5 separate regions of the Mus musculus genome follow, and all the other regions are linked to region 3. The links are chromatin contacts, called in public promoter capture Hi-C maps. All regions are on one chromosome and are shown on one strand. The core of a region is the stretch at or near the end of the contact, and the rest is flanking DNA. Distances in the headings are between cores, read along the strand shown. Region 1 holds the start of Glyctk (glycerate kinase). Region 2 holds the start of Rad54l2 (RAD54 like 2 (S. cerevisiae)). Region 3 holds the start of Nckipsd (NCK interacting protein with SH3 domain). Region 4 holds the start of Dusp7 (dual specificity phosphatase 7). Region 5 holds the start of Tex264 (testis expressed gene 264).

Evidence for each region. Promoter capture Hi-C pulls out the DNA fragments that hold promoters and counts their contacts.
Region 1: a promoter capture Hi-C map of pre-B cells shows a contact between it and region 3, with 5 times the contacts expected there. The contact joins the promoter of Glyctk here to the promoter of Nckipsd in region 3.
Region 2: a contact with region 3 is called in a promoter capture Hi-C map of pre-B cells, with 3 times the contacts expected there. The contact joins the promoter of Rad54l2 here to the promoter of Nckipsd in region 3. A contact is called at or near these places in 3 of 39 promoter capture datasets (liver, maxillary cranial neural crest and pre-B cells).
Region 4: a promoter capture Hi-C map of liver shows a contact between it and region 3, with 4 times the contacts expected there. The contact joins the promoter of Dusp7 here to the promoter of Nckipsd in region 3. A contact is called at or near these places in 2 of 39 promoter capture datasets (liver and pre-B cells).
Region 5: a contact with region 3 is called in a promoter capture Hi-C map of liver, with 4 times the contacts expected there. The contact joins the promoter of Tex264 here to the promoter of Nckipsd in region 3. A contact is called at or near these places in 2 of 39 promoter capture datasets (liver and pre-B cells) and 1 of 9 other capture datasets (liver).

The regions. Positions count from the first base shown.
Region 1 is chr9:106,156,696-106,159,395 of GRCm38.p6, reverse strand. It overlaps Glyctk (glycerate kinase), which reads left to right and starts at 1,258. Exons shown (of 4, transcript NM_174846.4): 1 at 1,258-1,907; 2 at 2,100-2,251. The coding sequence starts at 1,531. It overlaps D030055H07Rik (a long non-coding RNA gene), which reads right to left. Exons shown (of 7, transcript XR_003948237.1): 6 at 2,162-2,403.
Region 2 is chr9:106,787,923-106,790,622 of GRCm38.p6, reverse strand. It overlaps Rad54l2 (RAD54 like 2 (S. cerevisiae)), which reads left to right and starts at 1,410. Exons shown (of 22, transcript NM_030730.2): 1 at 1,410-1,643.
Region 3 is chr9:108,807,001-108,809,700 of GRCm38.p6, reverse strand. It overlaps Nckipsd (NCK interacting protein with SH3 domain), which reads right to left and starts at 1,321. Exons shown (of 13, transcript NM_030729.4): 1 at 1,047-1,321. The coding sequence starts at 1,217.
Region 4 is chr9:106,367,324-106,370,023 of GRCm38.p6, reverse strand. It overlaps Dusp7 (dual specificity phosphatase 7), which reads right to left and starts at 1,392. Exons shown (of 3, transcript NM_153459.4): 1 at 701-1,392. The coding sequence starts at 1,226.
Region 5 is chr9:106,684,624-106,687,349 of GRCm38.p6, reverse strand. Tex264 (testis expressed gene 264) reads left to right here and starts at 1,398. Exons shown (of 6, transcript NM_001081654.2): 1 at 1,398-1,515; 2 at 2,355-2,421.

The DNA of each region.
Region 1 (2,700 bases), core at 9-2,508, 2.7 Mb after region 3:
AGCTGGGAACTACAAGGCTAAATGGCGGAGGTTTGGCAGGCGCTACGTTGTTTAGGAGTGGGATAAACTGTTACCTGGAGTTTTCTCTGTCAGCTTGTACAGAGAATCAGAAAGCCCTAGGTGTCAGGAAAATACGAGCGTCAGTCTCCCAAGCACTATGGAGAACTGGATGACTTTATGCATGCTAGGGAAGGTCTCTCCCACAGGACTACACTTTCAAGTTCCCTTGAAAAGTGAGAGTTAGGCTTCATTGTGTCCCACATCTTGCAAATGAGCTCAGTGTGAGAAAAGATATACTAATACACGCTTTAAAAAAAGCTAGAACCCCATCCCTAGACTCCGCCCTCTTCCACCCATGCTTACGGATACAGTTGTCTTTCTACCTTTTTAGGGGCTTGAATGTAGCTCAGTGGTAGAGCGCATGCTCGCTCGTTACATGGACAGCCCGGGCACAGTCTTCAGTACCCTCCTGTCCCTAAACTTAGATATCTTTTTGCAGCTGAGTCTTTTATTGTTCCTGTATAGTTACGCTGTAGCTTCCCGACCTTTACCCCAAGACCTTTCTGTCCTTCACTCTGCCCAGTGGAGAAAATGATTGTTTGGGCTTCATTACTGGAACCCGGCCTTTGCCTGCTCTAGCACTGGGCTGTTTTTGTTGTGAAGGGTGTAACTCAGGACTTGTTTTTTGCTATCATGGAGCCAGAAAGGGATGTTCCTGGCAAGGCTGATCATGACCAGCTGTATGGGGACAAGGGTGTCTGGTCTTGTCCTATAGATTGAGCCCCATAGCACATGTCCTTTTGCTTATAACCTGGGGACTTGCTGAAGGTCTGACCTTGAGTGAGATTTGTGGTTACTCTTGATTCGTGCCTGGACCACTTGCTGAACTAGCCTGAGTCCTGAGCTTCCTTAGGCTGTGTGCACTGGTAAATCTGCAGCCTTTCCACATGGACCCAGCTTTGCCAGACTGGTTGTATGAGCTAACAGAGCAGGCTAGAGGTCAATGGACTCCGGGTCAGTTGGCTAGACAACCAATAGCCTTTTTTTTTTTTTTTCTTGGCAGTAGAAGTGGTAAAGGAACGTCTAAGGCATAAATGCCAGAAAGGGGGCACTGCCGTGGTGTGAGGGCTTTGGAAGTACAGGATGTGGAAGAAGAATGGCCCAGGGGCCTGCTGGTAGGAACGGCGTCCTTCATGAATGATTAACTTCTAGGCAAAGGAGGTGACCTAGGAGGAAGGTCCACTTAACAGGAACTTTGGACTTGGAGCAGAGTGTCCAGAAGACTGGTGTGTGGTCTACAGAAGAGGACGTGGCTGGGCATCAGGGCTGGGCTTTCAGGGCTGGTGTAAGATCAGGTTTGCTGCAGGCTTCATGACTTCTCCAGGTTTCATTTCAGGTTATGGAGTCCGCCAGTCCTGAGCCCTCGGAGGGGTGGCCATGATGGATGGTGGGGTTCTGTCCGTGGCCTCACTCCTTCTCCTCCCTCTCTAGGCAGCTATGGACACGAGGCTGTGCTGAGAGAAGCGGGGCATGGCTGCGGCCCTACAGGTCTTGCCCTGTCTCCTCCGAGCCCCATCCCGTCCACTCCTCTGGGGGCCCCCAGTGGCCCGGATGACCAGTGGTATGGCTTTGGCAGAACAGGCACGGCAGCTGTTTGATAGTGCAGTGGGTGCTGTGCAGCCAGGCCCCATGCTGCAGAGGACACTGTCCCTGGATCCTAGTGGCAGACAGCTGAAGGTGCGGGACCGGACTTTCCAGCTGCGGGAAAACCTCTACCTAGTGGGCTTCGGCAAGGCCGTACTGGGCATGGCAGCTGCTGCCGAGGAGCTGCTGGCTCAGCATCTTGTGCAGGGTGTGATCAGCGTACCCAAGGGGATCCGAGCCGCTATGGAACATGCTGGAAAGAAGTAAGAGTCTATGGGCGCAGGGGGACGCCCTCTACTGTCCTTTGGAAGAACACCTCCCTTCCTCTTTGATCTCCCTATCTCCTGGGTCTGGCCTGGTTTCTAAATGGGTTATCAGTGGGCCGCTTTCACCTGTACAGCTGAGAAGTCAGGTCGGAGGAGAGGAGCCCACCCCCATCCCTTCTCCCTTCTCAGAGAGATGCTGCTGAAGCCACACAGCCGCATCCAGGTGTTCGAGGGCGCCGAGGACAACTTACCGGATCGGGATGCACTCCGGGCCGCGCTGACCATCCAGCAGCTGGCAGAGGGGCTCACTGCAGATGACCTGCTGCTGGTGCTCATCTCAGGTGTGGGACCAGCCGACAGGGGTGCCCCGAGTACCATATGGTCACAGGGTGAAGTCAGGACCATGGCAGACAGTGAGGAACCTGGAGGGTACCTAGTGAGTGGTGTCAGGTTGGTCACCTCTCCTCAGCTGGAAGTTCACCCTGTTGAACATCTGTAATGGTGAAGGCACAGCTGGGTACTAACACTGACACACATCAGAACCTTTGGAAGACATTGCTGTCTGCAGCGGTGTCATTCGTGCTCCTGAAGCTGAGTTTCCAGACCCCATGGATCTCTCTTCTTGCTTATTTGCTGTTTTTTCTTGCTCTTTCTTAGTTAAATTTAAAAACAAAAATTTTTGGGGGGTATTGGGGATAGAGTTCAGGGCTTCACACAGGCTAGGCAAGCACTTTGCTAGCAAGCTTCTCCTGGGATCTGGTATACCCCTACTAGGGGACAACTTCACTCT
Region 2 (2,700 bases), core at 161-2,660, 2.0 Mb after region 3:
CAGCTCTTTTGGGGGGGGGGAGTTGGTTTTTTGAGACAGGGTTTCTCTATGTAGCCCTGGCTGTCCTGGAACTCACTCTGTAGACCAGGCTGGCCTCAAACTCAGAAATCCACCTGCCTCTGCCTCCCAAGTGCTGGGATTAAAGGCGTGCGCCACCACTGCCCAGCTCTTTTAAGTTTATTTGAATGAAGAGCCATCAATAGCCATCTATATGTTTCAGAACAGTGGCTTCCTGAGAGGAAAGAATAGAAGAAACTTCTATCACGGGGAGGGAGGGGGGAACGGGACGGCGGTGGGGGAGGGCGGGGAGCCATTGTTGGCTCCTGTTACTCCAAGCTCAGTTATGAAAGAGAAATAAGTTCTTCATATAAGCTCACTTATGTGAAGAGAGATAATAAGTAAGGCTCCTTTAGAGTCTCTGGTCTCATTTTTGTCCCTCTGGTCATTTATAGGGCTATTATCTGTACATATTTAAACTTTTGTAATTTGAGAGATGGTTCTAATAACTGGACTGGTGCCACATGCCTTTAATTCAAGAACTTGAGAGGTAGAGGCAGGTGGATTTCTGAGAAACCCTGTCTCGAAAAACCAAAACAACAACAACAAAAACCAATAATGAACCTAACAAACAAAAAAAACTTAAAAAAAAAAAAAACCAGACCCACATACCCAATATTTTCATCTTTCGCTCATATTCACTTTGGCGGTGGTGGGGGTTGCGGGTGGAGAGCCAAGGTAATGTAGTGGAAAGAGACAACAATACAGCTCATAAGAAAGTGGAGCATAACAATCTCCAACTTCAGGGAGAAACCTACGTTTGAGTGCGATCCCCCCTCCGCAGTACTCCCCCCTCCCAACTCGGCCGTCGCCTCTGCTAGTTTTCTGGAGACAGCTGCAGTCAACAGGAACCACGGACAGGTAGGGAGGAAGGGAGGAAGACCGAGAATTACAATGGCATGCATCAATTCAAGGAAGAACAACTTTTGTTGGAAGCTACAGCTGTAGTAGCATTGACTTTTGACAGCACCCTCAACGAATTTACACCTCATATCCGCACTATCTCGTTCCCGGTATGTTTTGACGTAATACCAAATTGAGAAGTGTAGGAGCTCAGGCTCATTTGTACTGATAAGTGTGTGTTTTTGGTAGTTAGTAAAATCCATTCAGTTGGCTCTACCAGTTCCAGGCAGGTTCTAGCATGGGATTGTTTTTGTTTTCGATTTTGTTTTATTTCTTATTTTATTTTTTTAGTCTCACTTATTCATGAAAAGGTCCTCTGTAGTAAATACACCTTACTCACCCAAGAATCGCCGTTTAGTGTCTTTCCCTGGGAAAGAACAACAGGACTCACAGCGGAACTTTGCTGCGGGTGGCTTGTGTTCCCGCCCGGGTGGCCGGGTGAGAGGGCCGGGAGGGGGAAGCTTTCTGGCGCGGACCGCGAGCGGAGGCTGAGAGCGCCGCCGCCGGAGAAGACCGACCCTCGGCCAGAGCCAGCCTGCGGCGCCCGGGCCTGGCTGGCTGCTTCCCGCCTCAGCCGCTTCTCCGGCTCCCGCCGCCGCAGACACTGTCCAAGAGGGTGCGGCAGAACGCGAGGTCCTACGGCCCAGCCCGGTCCGGTGCGGCCCGGATCCGTGGCACGGGAGGTGAGAGCCCCTGCGGTCCCCTTACTCCCTGCCGGGGCCGCTGGGACCCGCAACAATGGGGACGCGGCCAGAGTCCCCGGCGTGCAGCAGCCTGGGGTAGCAAGCTACTCCTGGCGGCTTGGGCCTTGGGGGGAGCTGCGTCCGACCTGGGAAACTCCAGTGACTGTAGGCTTGGAGGGGGTCTTGGCATCCACCCGGGACTTCAGTGGCTTGATATTTTGGGATTTCGTTGTCAAGGAAGGCAGTCGTAATTACCGAGACTGAACTACAGTGGCTATGCGCTCCTGATGTTATATTATAACACCGGCAAACCGTGCCGTGGTTTGAGGGAGAGGGATTGTGGTTCGAATTTTAGGGACCCCTGTGGCTTGGTCCCTAGTGGACATAGGTGTGGGTCTCTGAACTCCCTCGGGCCGTCTGAGAATTTGTTAGGCTGAGTCGGGTTTGGGGAGAAGAGGCATGGAGAGTTTAGCTTCTCTGAGGTAATTGGTGAGTAGTTCCTGGAAAGGCACGAGCTTAGTTGGGCACAAAAGAGTTGAGCTAGGAGCTAGATGGATCCTTCACGGCTAAGATGTATCCGAGTTAAGAGTGGTTCTCAGGTAGGAAACTTGTCACAGGAGTAGTGTTAGCTGCATTGGGTTAGGAAAAGGCCGATGCGAGCTGGGGAGGGAGGGAGAAGATGGCCGGCAGCTTCTGGGGTCGAAGAATTGGCTTTATGTGGGTCATGGTGGCTGTCTGGGAGTAGAACAAGAGCACTTTGCAGAGTGGGCTTCCTGCTAGAGAATGACCTCTTACTGCGGGGGAGTGTGTGACTCAGATCTGTTAGATTACTGCTCTTGCTGGCGGATGTGGCTGACTGTTGATGCCTGGACTTTGAAGCTGGAATGGGTATTTGGGGGGGCTTAATGAATTTGTTCTAGAGGAGAGGACAGTGTGGACCTTTCCTTCTTACTCCAAAGTCAGTGTGGTGGCTGTCGCCGGCAGTCATTTAAGTAACAAATTTCTTAATGGTATTTGACTTTAAAGCTTTTCTCTGTTCATTTTTTCCCCCTTTGCC
Region 3 (2,700 bases), core at 72-2,571:
CTTTAGCAAGACCAGATGACATTTCCAAATTTATCACAGTATTTCTGTCCTTAACTGGGCTGGGACAGGATGTTTCCATAGCTAGGGACTATGAGTCTGGAATAGCCCAGACTGCCCTGGGTCCCCTTCCTCCTGCAGTCAGAATAGGCTAGCTGGAGACACTGCAGCAGGACTACTCTTGAGCAAACAGGAACTGGAGCAGGCTCCACTGGAAGGGGACCAGGCCATCTTCAGAACGGGAAACCATGAAGGAGGCTCACTTCCTCACAGTGTGGACAGCTCCCATTCCAGGATGGAGCGCCCAGATTTCAGAGGAAGGAAACCAGAGAAGTCAGGAGTGGAGGCTTGGGAGAAGTGGGGGCTGTGCCAGGGAACCTTGTCTATCAGCAGGGGCCAGGGGCCTTGGTTCCTGAAGGGTTGGGGAATTGTCCTTGGGGAGAGCTTGATAGGTGGGCGGGTTCGGGATACAGAGATACTACAGGAATTGGGACTCGCATAAGGGACAGGAATGCCTGTGGCTCTGGGGTCCAAGTGTGTGGGTGGGGTGGGGACTAAGAACCTGGAGGGTGGTTGAGGAAACAGGTGGTGTATGAGGTGGCACAGTCAGTGGTGGGCACGGTGATCTTTACAGTTAAAGGTGGAGGCTACAGATTGATGGGAGATGGGCATCCTAGGGATTCAGGAAAGGGGAACGAATAGGGTTTGGAGGTCTAAGGGACTTGGATAATGAATGGACTGGAAGTCTCTGGATCCAGCTCGAGAATTCAATGCAGATGGAGGCTCTGATTATCGATGACAGAGAGTCCCTGTTCCAGAATTAAGCTTTTCACGGGCCTGCGGTTAAATGTCAAAGGCCTAGTCTCGGGTGGGTGTTGACGGCCCTTCCGGAGGGGTCTCAGTCCTTACGGCTCTTGGGACTTAAGGTCAGAGTCTCAACCTCCTTGTCTGGTAGAAGTCCCGAAGAATCTGACTGAGCTTCCTGGATCGGTTCTGCGTGCTGGTGAAGGGGTTCGGTCGAGAGGCCTGGGACGGAGGGACACACTCACCTGCAGGCGATGCAGGTAGGCAGGCGGCACGTACCCGGTCTCGCCACTGCGCGCCCGTGCTGCTAACCACCAGTGCGTGCTGCTGCGCTCCAGCACCAGGAAGGTCTCGCCTGCAGCGAACGCCATGGCGTTCGGCTCCGCGGAGCGGAACGCATACAGCGCGCGGTACATGAGGCCGGGCCGGGCCGGGCCGCGAAGCGCCGGGGCTGGGTACGCGACGAAGGTTGCGGTGCCGGGAAGCCAGGCCCTGAGTGCCGCGCCGCCCGGCGCTTGCCCCGCCCCGCCCCGTGACACGCCGCGCGTGCGCATGCGCGACCGCCGGAACCCCGCCCCAGGAGCGAGTCGGCTCCAGTATTGGAGCGCCGCGCCCCCTCGCGGCCGAGAGAGGTTTGGCGGGGCGGGGTGGGAGTCTCCAGTTCCTTCAGGCCTCAGACTCCAGTCAGCTGACTTAGGGTCCTAACTCCCTCTCCCTGGCTTTCCTCCTCCTTTCCCAGCTCAGGTGCAAGCGCTGCGTTCCTTCCCACCTCCTGATGAAGGATGCTTATAGCCAGTGCGTCCCTGGGGACGGGGATATGGTGTTTTGCTTTGAGGAATCCTGATCAGACATTTGGAAGTTCTTTCTGGGGAGGGGTCTCCCCAGCGCATCTAGGCCTCACAGTGCCTTAGTACAAAGTCCCTACTCTGTCGCTGAGGTGGTGGACAAGTGTGGAGGGCAAGGGACAAAACCAGGTTGTACTGTCCAGAATGCATCTTTGCTACCCACCACATATACACTCCCTTCATATATACTGGCTTCTTTCCTATCTTGAGTCTTGCATCTGTTCTATTTGAACACTCCCTTCTGGACCACGCCCCAACTTGTCAATGACTATCCTTTTGCCATTTTTGTTGTTACAAAAGGATTTAAGTCTATGACCTAAGGTCATATTTACTCATAACGAATCAAACTGCGTGTATACATGCATCTCCTGTTTTAAAAGGCTGTCTGTTACCAACCCTGTCCTGCCCCAACATCACAAATGGCACTGGGGAAAAAAAATGGTTAGGGCAGAAGGCTGATAGGGTAGGGACTGAACACATGAGGTTTAAAAAGCATGTTTTGAGTTCTGAATGGTGGCATGATCCCAGCATCCAGGAGGCAGAGCTGTAGAAAGCCAAGATCAAGACCAGCCTGGGCTTCATAGTAAGAATCCGTCTCAAAGAAAGAAAAAGCATCCCTGACCTTCAGTTTAATATTCAGCCTAGCCATCCACATCTTTGAAATCCTTGGCATCCCTCGGTCGTAGTGAAGAAGGCCTAAAGGATCCTTGCATACTCTCCACTAATCTAAGGAGCACAGGATATACACACCATCAGACAATGTTCCAAGGCAAGGTCTCACTGTGTAGTTTTGGCTGTTCTGGAACCATGTAGACCAGGCTGGCCTTAAATCCAATGATCCATCTGCCTTTGCCTCCCAAATGCTGGGACTTAGGGCAGGTGCCACCACACCTGGCTTTTTCCCCCTAAAGACAAGGTCACACTAGCAGCACCAACTGGCCTGAAACTAACAGCAATCCAACTCCCTCTGCCTGAGTACTTAGATGAGCCAGACTACACCTAGACTTCGCTAATCTATTTTTAGGCATGGTGGAGGTAGGCCCAGTGGGATGTG
Region 4 (2,700 bases), core at 143-2,642, 2.4 Mb after region 3:
CCCAGCCTGTCTGCTGCCAGCAAGAGGCCATTTTGGAATGTTAATTGGAAACACCGGCTGCAGCCAATAGCTCCCCTCACCCCCTGGCCCGCAGGCAAGCTGCCTGTCTCCCCCTTCCATAAACTCAGGGGCAGCGAACTGAGGCCCATTCCCCATTCCCCAACACACACACACACTCACACCTGGGCCACTGCCCACACATCTGCAGAAGTGCCTCCAAGCCGTGATTCTGATTGATAGGGGCCATAGTGGGATCCCAGAGAAACCATCATAAACGGGCCCATGCACTGGAGGGTGGGTGATACTGAAAAAGGTACCTTCCCGATCCTATCTTCCTAATGACATAAATTCCTGTGGGCCCTGCTCTTTTCTGGGTTCCAGTACCGATCTCTCCCTTCCTCCGAGCTCAACTGGAGCCTGTGCGCTGTTGTCTACCCATCCACAGAGAAAAAAATTAAATAGGAAAGGGAAAGTTTGTTTCAGCCACTGAACGGTGCTGAGAAAGAGAACACAGATCGGGTTCCCTGTGCCTGGCTAAATCCACACCTTAGGGGATGGCTCCCAGAAGGGCGGATTCGGACCAGGGGCGACGTGGCGCCCGGCCTGGCCAAGCGAGTGGAAAGGAAACAGCCTGCAGCGAGGGCGCCAGGGAGCAGAGGCGCAGCCCCAATACCGCCTGGGGTCTAGGTTCTGTCCTCACCTTGGAGGTAGTAGGCCTGGCAGCCGTCGTCTCGCAGCTTCTGCAGGAGCAGGCCGAGAACGGAGGCGGGGGCGCCGGGCTCGGGCTGCCACTCCGCCGTGGCCTCGTCGTAGAGCAGCACGGTGGCCGCCTTGCAGCGCGTGGCGAAGCGCTCCTTGTCGGCATGGTTGGGAATGATGGAGCGGATGGGCAGGTTGCCTTTGCGCAGGCGGCGCAGCATGAGACCCGGGATGGCCAGGTTGATGGCCGTCTCAATGTGCGACGATTCGAAGAGCTCGTGCGGCCGGCAATCTAGCAGCAGCAGGGACGCGCCACCGCGCGCCTCCAGCTCCTCCTGCAGCCACTCGGCGCTCTTGCAGGGCATGGCCCCCGCTCCCGTCGTCGCTCCCGCTCCGATGCCTGCGCCGGACCCAGATCCCGCACCGGGCTCCGACCCCGCCCGAGTGCCCCCAGCCGCCGCCGCCGCCGCCGCCCCCGAAGTCGACATGTGCGCCCGCACTGGGGGCCCGCGGAGCTGGTTTTTCATGGGGATCCCGGGGCCGGGGCCGGGGCCGGGCAACCCAGCCCTGGGACGGCGCCCCGGCCGCGCTGGCCCCAGCCGCGTCTCCGGGCGCCCGCCTCCCGCCGAGCCGCGCGCCCGCCGCCCCGGCCTCCCAGCCTCCGGCCTCAGTCCCGCCCGGCCGGCCCTCCGCGCGTGCCGCGGCCTGACAGCCCCAATTAAACCGCGGCTCCGGCGGCCGCGCGCCCGGGCGTCCTCCGGGAGGCGGGGCCGTGAGGCCGGCGCCTGGGCTTAAAGGCACCGCGCCTCCGCAGCCCCTCCCCCGCAAGCGGCGCGGGAGCGCCCTCGGCCGGCTCCTACGGGCCCGCCTAGCCGGGACCTGGCTACCACCTGCCCAGGGGCGAGCCAAGGCGGCCTCGCAGATCTCTGGCTGAGCGCCTACATCTGTGCCTTGCAGAAAGGCTGCACTGGGACCCCACCTAACATTTACAGAAGCAGAATTTCTTCAGGATTGGGGGCAGGGGGCGGTCACCCAGAGCCAGTCTTCCCTCCTCTTGTCTGTTATCCTCATTCATTCTCTGATAGCGTTCATTCAACAAATGGAAACTGAATTCCTACTACGTGTCGTGCTCTGTGTTAGGCGGTCTTAGTTTCAGATGACCGCATCATCCCAACCCTTGATGGCCATAGGTTCCAGACCTGAGTTGGAGGGTCTGCTGAGGGAATAGGTGACTTGGGTTGGGGGGGGGGTGTTCAAGGACCGCTCTCGCAAATCGCAGGCAGAAGTGGAGGAATTCTGAAAGGACCAACCCTGGGTAAGGGAACGCGAGCTCTTTAAGAAAGCTTTTACAAGTGCGGTGGTGACTGGCCCGGAGTGAAGCGCCACGTGACTTTCCTATTGGGGCGGGTAGGAGGGAGGGAGCGCTCCATAATCAGCTTCCCTTCGCCTACCTCTCTCTCCAGGCACCAATCAAGTTTCGCGGTAGGCGGGCACGCGCTCGGCAGATAGTCAATCGCCGCCGAAAGAGGCTGCGGGGAAAGGAGGCGGGTCCCGCGGCGGGTCCACCCAGCTGGAAGTGGGCGGGGCCTCGTCCAGCGTGCTGTTCGGGCTCTCAGGCGGGTGGGGCTCAGGAGGTACGTGGCTCTGCAGGTAGGGCTCAAACAAAGCGGCAGGACCGACCGCAAGGTTTTGACCAGACCAAGGCGGTCTTTCCTTGGAGGGAGCTGTTCCTCCCAAGCCCCGAGTGCATTCTCTTAACAGGCTGGGGATCCCAACTTGAGGCTTAGTCCCTCACTCCGTCCCGGGCTAGTCATCTCTGAGCCAACTTGACCCTAACCCGGGATTGCGGTGTCAGGGGTGTCCGATCGGGCTACAGTTTCAATCTCCATCTCCCAATTAAATGTTCTCCCCCCTCCCTTTTTTTCTCAGCCGCAGGAGCCCTCTTCTACATTCGCTTAGAGAAAGGCCACAGTAGGGCAGCCAGGGAGGGTCTTGTCAGGA
Region 5 (2,726 bases), core at 149-2,648, 2.1 Mb after region 3:
CAATAGAGTGCTGACATTCCTCAGGCATACCTGCAACTCTGATACTGAGTTCTAGAGTTCCCACCCAGGCTAAGGGAAGTGAGCCAAGACAGCAGGATGAAGAAAGAGTGTCTCCTGACAGTCATTTCCTGACACAGGCTAATGAGTTTCAGAGAGACAGAATTAACATGTGCTCTGAACCTGGGCCATGTGCCCTTCGTGTCTCAAGAACCCTATCTAGTGTACAGCCCACCTGCCCGAAGCAGCCAATCATTACCATGTTTGATGTTCACGGTAAAATAGCTATAATGACTTTCCTGCCCTCTCTACTTTGAAGACTTTTGAGTAGCTAGCTGCTTTTTCTTACCAGCCTGTCTACAGCATTGGGACATTTGTCTTGTGGATGACATTCAAGATCACATGTTACCCCATGGCTGCTGGCTTTTTCCAAAGTCATCTTATATGCTCTTTGGGTGATCAACTTTCCATAAAGCAATCTTGTCAGAAGTACTAATATAGTCCTTGGCCCAGCCTGTCTGGCATCAAGATTTATAAACAGCCAAGTTTACAAGCATAGTGGCCTTCCTCACTTCCAGCATAGATCTGGGCGTCTCAGGAGGTGCCCTCAGTACAGTGCTTTGAGATTCATAGGTCATCAGATCCTAGCTCAAGATTGAACCTGTATTGAAGGAGCTTACCCTTGACTTGGGAGTTACCTAAGTTATATTAACTTAGTAGAAACTCCCAGCAACCACAGCCAGGGCTGTGAAGTAGAAGCTTTGAAAAGAGGTGTTCCCTGGAGTGAACTTCCGGAGGCCAAGGCTTTCATTTGGTTCACTCAGTGTTTCCATAATAAAGGTTGGATGGAGGGATGGTCGTCCCTATGCTCAGAGAATCCCTGATGGGTGGCTGAGTGAAGACACTTAAATTTGCATTCTCCAGAGATTGTTCAGAGCATCTTTTGTTTATCCATAGCTTCCTCAGCTGTTAAGACCTGAGCAAGCGGCCAGACTTGAGAAGGTTCTGAGGGAAGGTGGCGAGAGTAAGACTGGTTCAGTTAGTAAGAGGCCGACATTGCTGTGCGGATCCTCTCTAAAATGCACAAACACTATTCAGTCCCGCTTTGGCTTCCTGGGCTTCTGGAGCAGGCAAACAGGCTGACTTTCCCGGTGCTTGGAGCCCGCCTTCACCCCTGCGCCTTCCCTTCCCTCCCTGTCGGCCAGGATACCTTGGGGTATTGGTTGGTTGTTGCTTGATCACCTTCAGGAGTTCCCCTTCATTGGAAGCAGGAATGTGTGTTGTGGGCCCAACCCAGCTGGGGGGGGGGGAGGCGGCGGGGGAGGCGTGCATGTTACCAAGGAGACGGGGCGGGGCAGGCCTCCGCCCTCCAAATCTGGAGCGCACGCGCCCACAGCCACGGTCACGTCCCGCCGCGAAAGGGGCGGAGCGAGCGCGAGGGGCAAGCGCACACAGGCTCCACGACTGAGCCCCTATCTTCCTCCGGCGCCCGTCCGCGTCCGTGGGGCCGCCGCTGAGGTGAGGGCGGGGCCAGAGGCGAGGCGTTCCCGACGGGGTGTCTGCCGGGGCTCCCCCTCATCCCCTCCCGCCTGCTCCCCGCGGCCTGAGCCGCCCTCTGCCCCGCGTCTGACTCACTGCTGGCCCAGCCTGCTTCCCGGGCCTGAAAGCGACGGGGAGGCGGTCCTGACCTCTCGGCGCGGATCCTGCCTCGGTGCTGGGTGCGGGAACGTCCGGGGTCCGTGGGACTAGAGGGGAACGGGCGGGGCCCTCACCTTTCAGCAGCGCTGCCTGTGGCCGCGCGTCGCGTCGCCGCTCCAAACTTTAGCGTGTCTGAAGTTGCAGAGGTGCAGGAGGCCGTGAAGCGAGCCGGGGCGGCAGGAAGCCGACAGCACGAAGCGGCGACCCCAAGGCCCCCCGGCTGCTAGCACCCAAGTTCGCCGGCGCAGGTCCCTTTAAGGGCCCGGCCCTCCGCAGAGCGCACGTGAGCGGCCTCCGGAAGCCTGCGCCTAGTCCCTACTCCGACGCTTGCGGGCCAAGGAAGTCATCTCTACCCTGCACCTCTGACATTAGTGGAAACTGAGGCCCAAGAGAGGGCACACGCTGCCCAAGGTCAGCAGCAGGGGTTGCGTTGGCGCCAAGTGTGGTAGTCGGGCCCAGTGAAGATCATAGGCATGACGTTGTGAAGCTGGACTTGGCCTGACTCCCCCCCCCCCCCCGCGCGATCTGAGGGTGGGGTTGGCGCGTTTGTAGACGGGTCCCCGTTCTGTGGGCTTTCCCTGGAACAGGGTTACTCAGGGCCTGCTTTGCTCACTGCCTGTGTCTAGGGCTGGGATGACTGTTCCTTTCTGCCCCCCTAGCGCCGGAGTACTGGAGCCCTGCTGGACTGGATGCTATGAGTTGCTAAAAGTGAGCCTGACTTTTTCGGTGAGCCTTCCCATCCCCTGTCCTCGCCTTTCTCTATTGGGTGTGGGGAAATTTGCCTTACTTCTTCCTTGGCTGACCAAAGCTCTGGGGATGGGCAGAAACATAGCCCCCTTTTTCTGAACAGTTTGCGAAGTGGAAGGAAGAGACAGGTTGGGAGCTAAGTTCCCTTAAACAGAAGTGTGTGGCAGTGCTTGTCACTCCCAAGACAGGCTATGGCCTAGATATTGAGAGCTTCTAGCCTTGAGATAAGCGAGGGCCAAAAGATGAAGTGCCTTTTTGGAAACCAGAGGAGGGAAAAACTGTCA